3 separate regions of the Zea mays genome follow, and all the other regions are linked to region 2. A link is a contact called in public Hi-C data. All regions are on one chromosome and are shown on one strand. Each heading gives the region's core, a stretch centred on a gene start, on an enhancer-like site or on the middle of the called end of the contact. The rest is flanking DNA. Distances are from core to core; before and after follow the strand shown. Region 1 has its middle 5.9 kb from the start of LOC103629050. Region 2 holds the start of LOC100277233. Region 3 has its middle 49 kb from the start of LOC103629052.

Region 1 (3,542 bases), core at 561-3,060, 240 kb before region 2:
CTTTACAATTGAGAGAATAAGAGCGAGAGAAAGAGAGAACAATCAAAGCTCAAATGATCACAAGACCTTGCAATACTCAAATGCTCTAGCCGCTAAGTCACTCAAACTCAAAATGATCAAATGCGGCGCGGGAATTGCGAATACTTGGAGATGTTGCACTTGAAGTATGGAAGGTGGGAGTAGGTCTTGTGTATTGAATGAGCTGGTTGGGGGGTATTTATAGCCCCCAACCACTCAAATGGCCGTTGGAGAGAAAGCCATAACTTTCTGTCGGGTGGTGCACCGGACACTCTACAGTGTATGTCCGGTGCACACCGGACAGTGCACAGTGCTGCTGTCAGAAGCCGTTCTGACAGCAGGAAGCCGTTCTGGTCGCTTGCAGGTGTCCGTTACAGCTCTCGTCAGACTGTCCGGTGCACACCGGACAGTCCGGTGCCCTCTGCTGAAGATTTTCCCGAAGGTGAGAAGTTCGGTTGGCTGTTGCTATAATTCCCACCGGACAGTCCGGTGAACACTGGACAGTCCGATGCTTTCCTCAGCGCAGGAGACTTCTCGGGCTTTCTTCTGATCTGTTTTTGGGCACCCACCGGACAGTCCGGTGCCCCTCTGTCAGGACTCCAAAATCCATCTTTTCTTCTAGGCTTCTTCAATTTAATTTGGCCTTCTTTGAGGATGATCTTAGGACTTAGACAATCATATTTGCTGACTGTCCAACTGGTCTAAGTCCCAATTCTTGAACTCTTTCTTTTCTCCAACTTGTGACTTTGATTTTGCTCAAACTAGCTCCAAAAGGTTGATTCTTCGAAATTGAGCTTTCCAACCAGTCTTGATGTATCAAATAGGTTCTTAGGGTATGTGTAACTTATCCAAGGTGTGAAACTGGATGATCTTTATGTTTTCCAAGATTTACCCCTCTAAGGTTGGTTTTGAGCTATTTCTGACTTAGAACTGAGTTGAGTGGACTTATGCATCTGTGAATCAAAGACTAGACAAACCAGTTAGTCCATTTGGTTGTGATGGTCATCAAGCACCAAAATCATTCATAGAAAATGGTTAAGGCCATTTTCCTTTCACTATTTATATGACAAAAACTCTCTCCGCTCCAAAAAAAAACAAGCCAAACAATGTCGGGTTTAATGGAATATATACTCATGATGTATAATAAACATTATTAGATTAATATAAAATATAACTTTATAATAAACTTAGAGTAAATTGTACCGTAGGTACTTAAACTATTGTGTGGTTCCCAAATAAGTATTCCAACTAAAAAACCTACCAGCTAGGTACTTAAACTATTGTGTGGTTCCCAGATGGGTACTCCAACTAAAAACCTACCAGATGGGTACAACTAAAAAAACCTATTAGCCCCGGTGCAATATAAAGATAAAATGGTGATACTATTTTTTTAATCTACTCCAATTTAGGATTGTTTGACTCCTTGGAAAACGAGACTTTCTTTATTTTTGAGACAGAGGGAGTAGTAATAAATTTTGTTTAAAAGGACTGTCTGCCTTGGCATGCCGCCATACCCTAGTGGCAATACTTGAGGATATTAAGTGCTAATAACTAATATGAAACTATGGATTAGACAAAAAAAAAGATAGACGGTCCATACTGATTTTGATGTATTGTAAAATCAATAATTCCAGCTGACATTTATATAGCCGGATATATTAATTCCAGCTGACATTAAAAAAATAATTCCAGCTGTTTTCTTTCCATTTTTCGGTTTGGGCCCAGGTCCAACAGAAGGTGCAAAGCAACGAGCGGTCCAGCAAGATCGCTCAAGTCAAGGAAATCATGTACGAGGGCCTGCCAATCGCTGAAGCTGCTAAATCCGTTTCGGGCCAGAGCATGTGCACTCCAGATCCAGACGTCTGACTCCTGTGCGATTTTTTTACATAGAAAAAAATTCATAGTTTTTTTATACATAAAATATTGTAACCACTTAATATAAATTTGGTAAAACTTAAAAATAATTTGACTTAAAGTTGGTTCTAACAATTAATTTATTTCGTGACGGATGGAGTAATATGAAATTATGGATTAAATAAAGTCGTACATAGTTGTCGATTGGTCTCAACATATCTAAGACTAATAAAATTGTTTTTTTCCCAAAAAAAAATGCAGGTGATGTATGGCAATGGTACCGCAGTGGTTCAGCTCGAACATCGAAAGAAAAGTTGGCCCAACTACACTCTGAAGGCCCTGTTGTTCGCTTGCGCCATGTTGTTTTCCGCATACATGAATCTTTCTTCACTAACATCAATCACCATCAAGATACTGTTTGTGGTTGATATTATTGTCTTCTTCATCATCAATGGAGTACTCTACATAAATCCGCCTGATTGGGGCAATGCCTTGGTCTGCATCTCATGCCTCCTCCTACAAGTGGCATTGTGCCTTCTGACTGTCCCATTCAACGGATGCTACGCCTTCGCCATCTTCCTCGTGGTGTGCCTGATCCTTGTTGTCACTCTCCTTCAACCAAAGTTTCAGCATTCAGTAAAGAAGTATGTGCTGCCCACCTTCACCACCAATGATGGCAATACACAAGGCGACATCGGCGATCAAGAGAATCATTACTTGAACCATTTATTCGACATATCAAACGGCATTGCCACTTGTGGTGGCCTGGTAACCGGGATCATGGGATACGACTCCTACATGGTACGGCCGGTCACCGCAGCTGGCTGGCTTCATCTTCTTCTCCACTGTACTTCTCGGACTCTATCTGATGATGGTCATAGCAATGAGAGCTGTGTCCCCACTCCATGCCGCCTGCCTCGCCATCGTGCTGAAGGTTCTCCTCCTGCTCACTATCGTTACCGCCTCAATCTCATTTGTTCACCACTCAGTGACCACTCCAAAAGTTGCAAACTAGACTCCAATCACAGAAAGAACCTTGTCATGTTGTGACTTCTGAGAATGAAACCAAAAGTGCGGCTCCAATACTAACGCAGGCGCCTCGTTGGATCTAGGAAGGTAAATTTTTTTTTTTAAAAAAAATCCTTGTATGTATCTGAGTATCATGTGCTATATGATGCTCCTGTTGTGCATTTTTTTAAATAATGTATTTTTACTGCTTCAAAGACAGAAATACCGTTGAAAATACAAATCACAAGAATTTGTCAGAATTCTCCATTTTTTTTGTTAGCTGAACTGTGAGTAATGAGTGCTACATCTTTACAGGCTGACTGTCATGGTTTGGAATGTATTCTGGAATAGTTCCAGTCCCTATCTAGCTGGTTGTTAAGAAATATTTTGCCTAATCAAATCCAGTAACTCAGACTTAATATATGAAGCAAGTTTTAAGTAGTAGATAAACAGGAAGGGTGTGCCAAACTGCCAATCACCTGGCTATAACTAATCGGTGTGCTTCCACCGGTGGTCTCCCCTTGCTCCCATGGAGGCAGCGATGCAAGGATCCAATAAACTCTACAGCATGTATATTGCAAATAAGAAGAAAACAAAGACAATTCTTGTATTTGAGAATCATTCAAATCCAGTGAGCAATATCAATGGCAGCATTGCATCTT
Region 2 (3,502 bases), core at 764-3,263:
GCAAGGGTAAGACTAGGAGGCGTTGACGGTCACTATTTTATTTGGACCATGCTACGTTTGATTATATGGAGTTGTATGGACTTTATGGACTGTACAGACTTTTATTATATAATGTATGGACTTCTGTGGGCTATCATTATTGACTAATATGGATTATCTGGATATGTATGATATATATTTGCGTTTATGTAAATGTTGGATTAAGATAATATGTTCATGTGAAATATTTTTGTTGAGAATGTCAAAAACAAGGGAAATTCTGCTGAAATTTTGTGTAGATCGTACATCTATGGCATCTAGACTTTTCAGCGTTCTATCAGTATTATGCCGAAACAAGAGACCTCCCATTGTTTGAAGTGCCAATATTTGCCCATTGCATCAAACAAATACAAAATTAAAACATGCACATAAGTAAACTAAAGTACTAAAAGATGCAATACATAAAACCATAATATCGAGTGCACTAATTAAAGGATAGTAAAAAGTGCATTAGTACATAACATTGTTCGAGACTTAATCAATATAAAACTACCCAAACTACGAGACTACTGAGTGCAACGAGGCCACTTTCCCTTCTTGAAAGCATTGGGGTTCTCCTCCATTGCTGCTTCACACGGCGTGCACGCTCAAGCTTCTTCTGCTTCTCCTCCTTGTAAGCAGCAACACGCCTCTTTTCCACCTCTTCTGTTCGCTATTTCTCCGCCGCAAGCTCCTTCTGTTTCTTCTCCATCATCTCCTTGTCCTCTTCCTCCCACTTATTTAGCTTCTTCATTCACTCCTTGTCTTTCTGCGAGATCTTAGAGTCAATCCACTGCTCAAAATCACAGAGCGGTGGAGGAGTCTACAAAGCATGCAACTGGTAGGCGCCAAATAAATCATGCATCAATTCGTACGAAACTAGAGAAATGTTAGACTATAAAATTCTCACCATCAAGATAATGCGGCGTTGAGTAATCGTTGGCTGATAAATATAGTTAGCACACATCCAATACCTCTGCATGTACGTGTCCTCTTCATCGGACTTGACTACCTTGCACGGATCACCACAAAAACACATAGGCACTGGAACACCACTAGGCAGAGGCAGCGGGTCGAAGGCATTTTCGATCAACGGACCCTTCCTAAAATTCAAGTTGTTTCGTTCTAAGAACCGCATAAACATTAAACGCTACAATTCGATAATACAATATATACAATGGTTATCTTGGTTTAGAAGATTTACCACGCATAGGCATCCTAAGATTCGATAATAAGAAAATTAGAAATCCTTGACATATATTTCATACAAACCAAATCGATGACAAAAAAAGGAGTCAGAGGATACCTTGCCACAGAAGACCACTGGATCAAATACAAGTTTCAAAGGTCCAATTTGGTGATATTTGAGGATGGTAGTCGTAGAGAGAAAGAAGAAAACCGTGAAGAATGAGATAAAAAAGCAGCGTCTGCAAGGAAAGAATGGCCGCCGTTTATATTGCGAACCTCGACGCCAAGATCGACGGCGCCGAGGTCGGCGCCACTGGTCTCGACGCCGAGGTTGGCGTCCAGATCCATGGCGCCGACCTCGCTGTCACGTGTGCGCCACCTCATCGCACAGATCTGAGACCTCAGCGCCAAATTGACGCCGAGGCGTGTAACCTCGGCACCAATGATAACGGCGTCGAGGTGAGAATCTATTTTCTGAAATCAAACAAAAAAGGTGTATTTATAAAAAACTTTTGGAAAAAGGACCAAATCAAAAAAAAAAGACGGTAGGTGACATCGTTGTTACGTCTGTGCCACTGACACCGGGTCCAGCATAGCACTCACGGCCCGGAAACAAGAGTATTTTATTGGTAACTAGGAATGGAGGAGGAGATAAGGTGGACCCACCCGTGCCTGAACTGACTGAGAAAAACCTTGGGCACGATTAAAACTGTTCGCTGCGGCTGAACTGTAATCCATATGGACAAAATACTTTATAAAAAGCAGGAGCCGGTGGATTAAAAAACAGGCTGGATAACCGACCGAACCCACATCCTGCTTACTGCCCACAAGAAAGAAGCTAGGGAAACCCGGGGGATCGGAGGACTGAGGAGAGGCAGAAAACAGAAGGCCCGGCTGCGGCTGCGGCTGCGGCTGCCTTTGGTTTCGTCGTCGTCTCCGCCTGTTTTCCCCTCTTTCCATGGCAGGCTGATGCTCTTCAACACACACAGTCCACTGTCGCTCCTCAGTTATAAGTAGCTAGGGCATCTGGCTGCTGGAAAATCAAGCACGCATCCACCACACACACAGCTAGCTAGCAGATCGTTTCGAGTGAAGATCCAAAGAGGTAGAGAGATGGAAAGGATGAGTTCGTCGCTGCAGTACTGGGTGGAGGAGCACAAGCTCTCAACCATCGGTGAGTGACTCTAAATCGTCCAGTTAATTAACTACTGACACTGAACCCCATCGATTGCATCTCCACCATGTCCTCCCCTTTGGATCTTTTTTTTTTTTTTGCCTTTTGCGATCCCCGTTCCCCATCATCGTCTCGTCCTCAATATATGGTATAACCAGAGCACGTTCAGATCAGGTCGTGCAGCAGCTGTCAAATCTAGCTTAGATTCACAAATTAAACATGCTGTTGCTGTTGTGCTTGTGCAGGAGCCGTGTGGGCGACGGCGGTGGGCGCGTCGGTGGCGTACAGCCGGCGGCGGGCGCCGGCGCGGGCGACGGGCATGCGCCTCATCCACGCCAGGATGCACGCGCAGGCGCTCACGCTCGCCGTCCTCGGGGGAGCCGCGCTCGCGCACCACTACCACGGCAAGAGCACCAACGCCGGGAAGAGGCAGCAGCAGGAGGACCTGGACTACGGCTTCTACTCGCAGCTGCCGCCGGCCACCGACGCCGACGGCAACGAGAACGAGCGCTGGAGCTGGTAGAGCATGCTGCATCGGGACAAGAACAAGACAGCAGCGAGAAGAAAGAAAAAACAATAAATTAGTAGCAATAATTGGTGGGTGGTTTGGCATTTGGCAATGATGCGTGACGTGGCGCCTGCAGGCTTTCTTGGTCCTAATCCTAATCCTAATCCTAATCCCAATCCATCCAGCTAAGACGTCCACGCCCGTGGTTTTGTCCTGTTGATTTGCCACCGGAGACGACGATGCAGCGCTTGCTCTTTGATTTCCATGGCTTATTATCGATCAGCCTCCGATTCTTCTCCTGCACTACTACTACTTGTACCATTTCATCTATTGATTGAATGAATGGTCACGATGATGACGATAATTATGTTTTGTTTGTTTGCAAAAAAAAAACAGTGGATGTCATGTGGCGGTTCTGTGCTGTGTGTGTGTGACTACTGCCTTGCGTTATTTTAATTATTGTTGCACCAGCTTGAGGCATACTTTTCCACTTCCTTCTAATATTCTTTCTTTCTTTTTTATTTTTTGTAAAACTTCATTTTTTTTATTTTTCATTTCCCTTTCTGAGAGGAAGACCAGGGTGAGAGTAAGATAGATTTGAATGAAGTCCAAGG
Region 3 (3,446 bases), core at 843-3,342, 170 kb before region 2:
AAGGTCCAAATAGGCTAGAGGAGGGTGAATAGCCTAATTAAAAATTCTACAAATTCACTAGAGCAATTTGGTTAGCAAATAACACGGCGCAATGCAAAGCTCTAGCTCTAGGCTACTCTAGCTAAGCCGCCTACACAATTCTATTATCAAGAGCACAAACTACCAAATCGGCTAGAGAATAGCTCTCCGAACTATGGAGCTAGCAACTATGCAAAATGACTAGCTCACCGAACTAAGGAGCTAGCAACTAAAGAGTAAAGCGAGGATTGAATGGATAGTTATACCAACGTGAAGAGAAGATAAATCCAATTACCGATATGAAGTCCAATTACCGGGAGATGGAATCCAATCAATCAATAGCACCGGGAGGACCAATCAACCACTCGAAGATGGTGAACACAATAGGGACACTCGATTTTTATCGAGGTTCACTTGATCACCATCAAGCTACGTCCTCGTTGTGACAACCGACTTCCTTAGAGGATCACGAGCTAGGCATCAGACGCCAACCCTCACTGGGTGCCATTCACCAACACAAGAGAAGGGTATACAAGTCACGATTAATGCACTAAAATCGATTTTGGCACTCCGCCGGGGAATAACCGTAAGAACCCCTCACAATCACCACCGGTGTGGCCTCGAAAAATCACCAATCGAGCTTAACACCACCTTGCTGCCTCCAAGCCGTCTAGGTGGCGGCAACCACCAAGAGTAACAAGAAAACTAGCAGCAAATCGATCACTAAGTGCCTCTAGATGCTATCACTCAAGCAAATGCACTAAGGATCACTCCCAACTCACTTGAGATGCACAATCAAGCAATAGGATGAGTGGTAGGGTGTTGCTCAAGCTCACAAGAATGTTATGTCAATGAAAATGATCAAGAGAGGGAGCAAGAGCAGGCCAAACGACTTAAATAGCCTCCAAGGGGTAACTAGCCATTTTCTGTTTCAGGGCAACCGGACCAAGGTCGGTTGCCAACCGGACCATCAAGCCTCGGTCCGGTTGCTCTCCGTCAGCTTCTCTGAGCTCACCACGTATGCTTGACCGTTACCTCTGCGCGCGAAAACCAACCGGACTCAGGGTCCGGATGCAACCAGACTAATCAGCCCTGGTCTCGTTGCTCCCCTTCAACTCCACGCGCTCTGTGCAAACAACCGGACGATCAACCGGACTTAGCACAGTAACCAGCCGGACCAACAAAGACTAGAGTCCGACTGGGTCCAGAGAGGTTCCAGAGGACTAAAAATCAACCGGACTAACAACCAGGGTCCAGTTGCTCCTTTGAATTTTTCCCGCGCACACGTACACCAACCGGACTCACACTCAATGGTCTGGTTGGCAACCAGACTCAGGGTCCGGTTGTCCTAGACAACTACGGCATGCAACCGGACCCATGAACCATGGTCCGGTTGGTCCGTCTCTCTAGGGTCCGGTTGGTGTTTTTCAACACCAACCACCCTAAAAATTCGCTGAATCTTTCTCCACACTTCTACCTTCACCCCTTTAGCAAATATGCCAACTCTAAAGTAATTCACCACCTTGTGCACGTGAGTTTGCATTTTCACAATTATTTTCAAAAAGGGTTAGACGGTTAGCTCACTAGGTTCTAATGCATGTGCATGATGAAGTTCACCTAGTAGCACTTAGACAACCGCGTTGCAACGAGAATTCCCCTCTTAATAGTACGGCTGTCTATCCTAAACGTGATCACACTCGCTAAATGTCTTGATCACTAAACAAAATGGCCCTATAATGTATGCCTTTGCCTTGAGCTCATTTTGTTATTCTCCTTTTTCTTTTTCAATTGCGAAGCACTTGATCATCAACATCACCATCTAGCTTTATAACTTGGAAAGAACCACCATATCTAATGACACACTTAGATCAAAGATTAGTTCTATAGGTTTCATCAATTAACCAAAACCAAATTAGAGCTTTCACCTGGGCCGCTGGAAAAAGGAAAAAGGGAGCGAGGAGTGGAGAATGGAGACTGGAGAGCAGAGAGAGAAGAAGTCCAGCACGTAACACAGAGCTTCTTCCCTGCTGGCAGCGAACGAAGCTCCACACACCCACCCACGGTGGACTTTCTTTTCTACTCCTACTTTTATGCAGTGCTCCATTCGTCACTCGTACGTAATCCGTGCTTTCGATCTGTCTCTGCCGTGTCTCCATGTCTCCCCCAACCGTTCGACACAAAAGATGTATATCTCAATTTTCCAGAAGTCGGATATTTTAAATTTGATTGAATATATATATATATATATATATATATATATATATATATATATATATATTAACATTTCTAATAATGAATAAATATTATTATATTAACAATAAAATATATTAAAATAGTATTCCATTCGTTCCAAATTATACAACGTCTTGACTTTTCTAGATATTATTTTGCTACGCATATAAATATATGTTATGTCCGGCTATATAGTAAAGCTTATGTTTTATAATTTGGGACGGAAGATATATATAATTGATTTAGAAGTGTGAGTATAAATGTTTTTTTGCAACCTTTGCTAATAGTAAGAAAGCTATACTCGATCCAAATATATATATCTAAGAGCAACTCCAATAGGTTGGCTATTCTTGTTATGGATGTTATTTTACAATTTTATGTAGAAAAAAAATAGACTTCAACAGATTTGCTATCTGATTTTGTAAAATAGAAAGTTTGTTATCCCTTAATTTTCGTTAGCCCTATATAGCTAACCGTGGGTGTTTACTACGTAACTTTATAAAATAGCAAGGTTGTTGTGGACCCCTGAAAGGTTTTTTCTATTTTATAAAATGACTAAACACTAAAATTTAACTATTAATTTTAGGCAAGCCGTTGGAATTACTCTCGAAGAGAAAGAAGTCCAATTGGCCATCCATCAGTATAGGCTAGACATTCCAAAAGCTCACGCACCAAAGGACATTCCAGCGGCTCGCGAGCAGGAACATGGTCCGCCGGGAGAGAACGCGCGTGGCCCTCCAATAGCGGTGGCACGAGGCCGATCCTGGCAACCTCCCGTGGGTCAGCGGCTCTGCTCCGCCTTATAAAATCCACCACCCCGGACCCGGAGGCTCTGCTCCGCTCCGGGCCAGGCCACAATTCTCAGCTCCTGACTGATTAGTTCCCGCCAATGGACGCCGCAAGGCGGACAGAGAAGGTACGTGTTCTTCTTTCTTACTGAATGTAATTTCTGAAATTATGACCAACAAGCAGAGCTTTCCAGGGGGAAGAGGAAGCGCAAAACAGCGCTGAGGACGGGAGTGATCAAGAGGGCCGACCAAGCAAGATGGGTGAAATCATGGAGTCATGTAGGAGGGCCTGCAAATCGCTCAAGCCGCAAATCCTTTGGGTAAGAGCAACGAGCACCTAAATCAAATTTTGAATTTTGATGCTCTCCTTATTTTTATTCAGCTTGTTCGCTCTGCGGCTTCTACAGT

Evidence for each region. Hi-C and Micro-C count contacts between places; a contact is called where the count stands out from the background.
Region 1: a contact with region 2 is called in a Hi-C map of leaf, with 4 times the contacts expected there. The contact joins the enhancer-like site here to the promoter of LOC100277233 in region 2. A contact is called at or near these places in 1 of 25 Hi-C or Micro-C datasets (leaf) and 1 of 3 datasets of contacts at active chromatin or transcription factors (leaf).
Region 3: a contact with region 2 is called in a Hi-C map of leaf, with 2.9 times the contacts expected there. The contact joins the enhancer-like site here to the promoter of LOC100277233 in region 2. A contact is called at or near these places in 2 of 25 Hi-C or Micro-C datasets (both in leaf).

What each region holds. Positions count from the first base shown.
Region 1 is chr6:18,841,676-18,845,217 of Zm-B73-REFERENCE-NAM-5.0, forward strand. No RefSeq gene overlaps it. Among protein-coding and RNA genes, the nearest start is that of LOC103629050, 5.9 kb to the right of the region's middle. Within about 2 kb of position 1,811, at least 12 of the 20 cell types and tissues checked have an H3K27ac peak or open chromatin away from gene starts, as enhancers often do. A contact at or near this core is called in leaf, where this site is marked.
Region 2 is chr6:19,081,253-19,084,754 of Zm-B73-REFERENCE-NAM-5.0, forward strand. LOC100277233 reads left to right here and starts at 2,014. Exons shown (of 2, transcript NM_001150863.2): 1 at 2,014-2,380; 2 at 2,626-3,385. The coding sequence starts at 2,320. The coding sequence ends at 2,903. LOC103629056 (a long non-coding RNA gene) reads right to left here and starts at 1,499. Exons shown (of 3, transcript XR_002263081.3): 1 at 1,325-1,499; 2 at 929-1,121; 3 at 423-787.
Region 3 is chr6:18,915,544-18,918,989 of Zm-B73-REFERENCE-NAM-5.0, forward strand. No RefSeq gene overlaps it. Among protein-coding and RNA genes, the nearest start is that of LOC103629052, 49 kb to the left of the region's middle. Within about 2 kb of position 2,093, at least 15 of the 20 cell types and tissues checked have an H3K27ac peak or open chromatin away from gene starts, as enhancers often do. A contact at or near this core is called in leaf, where this site is marked.